2 separate regions of the Rattus norvegicus genome follow, and region 2 is linked to region 1. Evidence: chromatin contacts called from public Hi-C data. All regions are on one chromosome and are shown on one strand. Each heading gives the region's core, a stretch centred on a gene start, on an enhancer-like site or on the middle of the called end of the contact. The rest is flanking DNA. Distances are from core to core; before and after follow the strand shown. Region 1 holds the start of Grb14 (growth factor receptor bound protein 14). Region 2 overlaps Cobll1 (cordon-bleu WH2 repeat protein-like 1).

Region 1 (2,944 bases), core at 220-2,719:
TTGTTAAGTTTTAGCTAAGACCATTAGTATTAGTTCTATCCCCCAGGAAAAGCACTATTTGTTCCTGTGTTGGCCACTGCCTTTTACAAAACCGTAGCTTCCGCAAAGCCACAGCCATTCATGCTGTTTTAAATTTGACTTTAGGAAAGAAGTTGAATATTCTTTTTTTTTTTTTTTTTTTTTGACTCGGGTGTTCTCAGTTCATGGAATCCCCGGGCTGTAACCATGAAGCATGACACCTCTGGTTGTCATCAGAGTTTGGGTCTGACATCCTGATAGGAGAGATACTCAGGCAGGACAAGGACTGCTCACGTTTTCAGGAGGGATGTTTATTTGCCATGGGCAGAGGTCGTGGAGGTTAACTTAGTGAAACAGGTGCCGGGACCCGATGATACCTAATTTGGTCAAAGAGCAAAGAGTGTGTAACATATCTCAAAGTCCTCCAGGGTGCACAGGATGTGGGACACTTCATGAAAAGCAGGAACACAGAGGTCGGGATTACAGGGTGCGGTTGCTGCATCTTGGATGAACACAATGTGGTTCCTGTTTCACTGGGTTGAGACGGAAACTTATGGGATGAGTTCGACTGCATCCATTACTAAGAGCTAAGCAGTACAAGGCACTGGATCGCTTGGGGTCCCAGTGTTCTTATGTATAAAATGAGACAAGGAGAAGACTCAGGGAACAGTTAGGAGAGCAAGGCAGAATGAGGAAAATGTGAGGAAAATGCTCATTAAAAAAAGAAAAGAGAAAAAAAGAAAGAAGAAAAAAAAAAGTCTTTTAATAATCCCAGGCACCTTCGGATTCATTCAGGTTTTACTGAGAATTCTCACCAGTTCAAAGGAGTTTTTCTAAGACAGCAACCCTGATTTTCCCTCACCTCACTCCATCTCTTGCCTTGGAGGGAAAAGAAAGAGATCGTGGGAGAGGGGGAGGGGGAGGGGGAGGGGGATGGAGTATACACAGCCTTAAGATTTCCCACTGGTTTTCCTGCACTGTGGGGTCTGTCTTAACGATCCAACCACAGCTTAGGTGATCCTCGGTGACCCTACTGGCACGGAAGGGTCTAAGGATCAGTTCTGTCTGGACCCATGCAGGTTGGAAGTGAGTCCTCTTCCCAGAGTGGTACTGGGCCCTTGGGACTCCCGGATTCAGCCTTGTGCTAGGTCACCCACTTGGGAAGGCGACAGTGGGACCTAGGGAGCCTGAGGTCGAGGTCCACGCGCGTCAGGAGAGTGACACCAGCGCCCCCGAGTGCCCGGGCCACGCGCAGGGCCCGCCAGGCTGGCGCGCCATCCTCCCCGCCCCCCGCACCGCTCCTCCCGGTCCCCACCCTCCTCCTCCGCCCCCACCCCTCCCCCGCTCCCCCGCTCCCCGCCCCACCGCGTCCCAGCCGCCCCGGCCGAGAGCGCAGGCGGCCCTACCACCGCACCTGCAGGGCGCTCGCTTCCTGCAACCGCTCGGCACCGCTGGACCCCAGCCTTTCTTCGCTTTCGCCTCGCGGTCGATGACTCCCTAGACCCCCTGGCCTACGATCATGACCACGTCCCTGCAAGATGGGCAGAGCGCCGCGGGCCGGGCGGGCGCCCAGGACTCGCCGCTGGCAGTGCAGGTGTGCCGCGTTGCCCAGGGCAAGGGAGACGCCCAGGACCCGGCTCAGGTCCCCGGACTGCACGCGCTGTCCCCGGCCTCAGATGCGACCCGCCGCGGTGCCATGGACAGGTAGGAAGCTTCGTGAGGGTGTCCGGGTCAGCAACCCGCTTTGGGGTGTGGAGGCGGCCCAGGGGTGAGTGTGTGCCCGAGCCCGACCAAGTTTGGAAAAGTGTCTGAAGACAATTCCCTTGGAGCCGCCTCCCGCGGGGTCAGCAGGGCATCGCGATCTCCAGGTGCCCTGTTATAAATAGCATCAGGGGGTGGTGAAGAGCCGTCTGTCTCGCCTTTGCCCTTTGGTATGAACCAGGAGGCTACACTCCAAGCTGCTGGGTGGCCCTCTTCCAACTACACTATAGGCTTCAAAAATCCAAGCTTGAATGTGTTCACCTCCCACGTAGATAGTCTTCCAAGGACCCTGGAGAGGCAGAGCAGGGATCGACATTTGAGCAGTCTTTATGTTCCACCAGAACAGAGGCTTTCCAAGGTTTCTCATCTCCACAGCAATGGGCATTAAGTGCCTTTGGAGTTGTCGTACATTAGGAAAGAAAAAGGTGAGAACAGCTTAAGAATCTGGCCCCTTTCAGTCACGCATGTAAATACCACTCTTGCTTCTTTGTCAGGATCGCAAAGCACTCTGACTTCAGTCAAGTTAAAATAACTCCCCAGTGGCCTAGCGTATACTCCTGCTAGCACATCCTATTGACTTACCTTCCGAGAAGCACTGCCTTGATGTTCCGTATCTATAAGCACTTGAAAAAATTAGCAGACGGTGTGTGGGCAATATTGTGAATGAATTTCCAAGTGAGATGAACCACATCTATATTTAATAAATCATAACTTCCAGCAGTGATGAGTAAAAAAATTACTGGGGGTGTGAGTTCACTGCATGTAACTTACAGATTTTTGTCAATTTAATAGGCGCCAGGAAATGGCACACTCCTCTGGGTAATGTTTGCATAAATCATGATGTAGGCTGAGTTGGTGTTCAGGAAAATCCTAAGTACAGGAAATGAAGTGTCCATGCCTCCTGAGGTTTTTTTTTTCTCCTCCTCCTTCTTTTTCTGGGTGTGCTCCTGAGGTGGGGTGGGGCAGGTGCTATAGAATTATTTGTGGTAATTGGCATATTTTGACCCATGGATACTGCATCCTAGCCCTTCCTTTCCTGTACACTTACATAGTGTTAGCCTTGTCACTGAGTGAAACACATTAGCCTTAACAATGCTCTTTCCCCCTGACAGCAATTACATTTTATATTCTGTTTTATGTAAATGACTCCCTGTGTTCTCTTGGT
Region 2 (2,944 bases), core at 223-2,722, 110 kb before region 1:
TATACGGTATTCAGCCTTTTTGTTTTGTTTTATATATGGGAACAGTAACTGTATTCCTATATGGAATGCTCGTAACCATATGCATAAGATTGCCAGCAAAATGACATTGACAACTCTTGAGATTAAGACTAAGGACAGAAATCGGAGTCCTATAGCCATTTGCTGTCTGTTGGGGACACATGTAGCAAAATCAGTAGTCAGAGGATGGCCTTTTCTCCATGAGTTGGCCTTTTAGTCTTATTCATGTTTCAACTGGAGAGTTATAAGAGTTATAAAAGAAATTGTTGGAAATCCCAACCCGTAGAACTCACAAACCTTGGGAGAATTTTTGACTCACCCATTTGGTGTAGCTTTATGGCTTAGAATTCCCGGCATACAACAGTAAATAACTTTCCCCAGCCGCTGGCATGGTGTGTAACCTCCTTGGGGTAGGTTTGGGTCGGGAAGCACAGTAAAGGGCTAATCTCTACTGAGCATTTCATTTGGTCTCGATGTGTGTGCTGCCACAGAAAACATTCAAATATTGAGAAACTGAGACGTCTTGCCATCTAATATTGTGCAAGTGAAACTTAATACCCAGAGTATTCGTTTTTCAATGGCTGACTCAATGTTTTAGGAATGCTTCGCGTGCCTCTTTTGCACAGTTTTATCGTTTTTATTTTCCTACATAGTTTGGTTTGAAAGCAGATGATATATACCCACCAAGTAAATAAACATTGTTTTTATTTCACTTGGTGAATTTTTTCCACTTATTTTATGCAGACAAATTAAGGTTGTATTCCCCGTTGTAATAGATTATGTCTTTGTACTCATTAAGAAATATTGCTCTTTCTGATTTTCTTTTCTTTCTTTCTTTCTTTCTTTCTTTCTTTCTTTCTTTTTTTGTCATGTAACACTTTTTTTTTCTTCCGCTCTCCTCTTGTATTCATTGTATGGAAAGTGGACCTCACACATAGTTCTACAGTTGCCTAGAAACTGTGGTTACCATGGCAGTTGCAGCTTGATATATGAGTACATCTGGCCCTGCTTCCAAAGCTATGAGTGGATTAATGCATCTGAGAAAAGTACCAGCACAGTATAATCTTTAGTCTTTGCCGTGCATAGCGCACGTCATTCTGTTGTAACTTTTCTAAGGTTTATTACAGCCATTAAAGCAGTGGTGCCTGCTTCTGTGTTTAGTTTTCATATTTCAGGCCAAGCTCTGCAAACAGCACTCCGTTAATCTACAGCCAAGCCCTCTGTCAATACTGCTTCAAACCCAAAAGTAAAGGGACCTGCTGATTATGCTTTATGCATTAAAGGAGAAGAATATTCAAAGAAGAAGAGCTTTACCACTTGTTGATTGAATACATGGTTCTCTTCTTTGTCTATCCGTGAGCAAAAAGCTGATGTCGCCTTTGGCTTTACACTGAGGTCATAGCAGAACACGGAAGTCACAGGTCCAAGGCTGACATAGCCTCTGTCCTAGTTCAGTGTTGGATGCTGCCTGAGTAGAGTTGCCCTTCTCTAGTCAGCAGCATGCACTGACAGAAGCCGGGTCAGAGGAAGCATAGCCGTGGTTATACGTGTGTCGGGAGGGTGCATATATGACCAAGCTTGCTTTCCAGGTTTGGCTTCATGTCTGGGCTGAACCGGAATGCCCCCAGTCTATTATTTTGGTTGCTGCTTGTCATTGGCATGGGTTCTAAGCTCAGCTAACCTGTAAGATGTTCTCCTCACCTGTCCCTAGAAACATGTCTGTCCAGTGTGTGAGGATTACGGGAACCATGACAGTCACATCTCTTCTTGTTTACTTTGGATCCTAGGCTCTACTTTCTTGTCCATATATGGTGGACTGCTGGGCTCAGTTCTCTTTGGGCTTAAAAGGATAAAGCCAAGATTGTTACTAATAGCCTTGATTATATAAATGTATTTCAGTGAGTGATGGGTGGGTAGGACTGAGGTAAATGCTGATTTGTCTCCAGAAGACGGATGTACAGGTCTGGCAAAGGCATAGCATAAGCTTTAAAATTTGTCTTTTTTTCTTTGCATGTGCGCACACACACACATGGAAACAGTGCACACAGACACACACACACACACACACACACACACACACACACACACACACACAGCCAGTGTGGATGTAAATGGGAAGCCACTAAACCCTCCACGTGTCTTGTGTCATCGTGGGCTCTCCTAGATAGTCTGTGGTGTTTTGATTCTCTGCTGTTTTCTTTCCATCAACTTTCCATACTCAGTGAACTTCTGCATTGCTGTGTTCTTCCCTCTGAGGAATAAAATTTTGCAACTCAATTTTCCAGAACCTTCCAGCTCTTACATTGCAAAACTAAGTAAGTCTGGCTTCTACCTGATGAAGCTCTCTGTAGTGTGGACCTTTGGACGGTGGTCACCAGGTCATGATGGCCGCTCCTATCGAATGATTCCTGACACCCAAAATATGATAGTAACATTGAAGAATTAATACCTGGCATCTTCCTGTCTGCACTTACTATAACACAGGAATCCACACAAGCACCTTGTGCTGCTACAAAGAAATGGAAGGCTTAGAGTGTGGGGAAAATGGGTTTACTGAGCTTATTAGCTGGAGGGTATACGTGTCACTATTAACTAATAATGAATTTTGTACAAGACACTTGATACAAACCTCGTGACTCCCTGGAGGGCCTTAACTTTAATTAGGAACAAAAAGTCACAAGCTAGCATGGCTCAAACTGCTAGATGATCTAACTCTAACTTACTGGCTCCTATCACAGTACTTACTTCAGACTAACGATAGGAGTGGTGCTAACATCGGCAGAGGAGATGACCGCTCTCACATGTAGTTGAAGAACTGCAGGCCCTGTGGCTGAGGTCTCCTGTCTCCTCCTGCTCAGCACAGCTGCTGGTACTTGATGGGTCACCTCTGCTTCCCCACCCCTTCACTGGGATATGTAACCTGAGT

The links. A called contact is a pair of places that touch in the nucleus more often than the background predicts.
Region 2: a contact with region 1 is called in a Hi-C map of liver, with 3 times the contacts expected there. The contact joins the enhancer-like site here to the promoter of Grb14 in region 1. A contact is called at or near these places in 9 of 12 Hi-C or Micro-C datasets (the Rat2 cell line, Schwann cells, frontal cortex and 5 more).

What each region holds. Positions count from the first base shown.
Region 1 is chr3:70,090,446-70,093,389 of GRCr8, reverse strand. Grb14 (growth factor receptor bound protein 14) reads left to right here and starts at 1,469. Exons shown (of 14, transcript NM_031623.2): 1 at 1,469-1,722. The coding sequence starts at 1,538.
Region 2 is chr3:70,200,094-70,203,037 of GRCr8, reverse strand. The region is part of intron 6 of Cobll1 (cordon-bleu WH2 repeat protein-like 1); the gene reads left to right. All of the region lies in intron 2 of LOC120101557 (a long non-coding RNA gene), which reads right to left. Among named protein-coding and RNA genes, the nearest start is that of Grb14, 110 kb to the right of the region's middle. Within about 2 kb of position 1,472, at least 20 of the 93 cell types and tissues checked have an H3K27ac peak or open chromatin away from gene starts, as enhancers often do. A contact at or near this core is called in liver and prefrontal cortex, where this site is marked.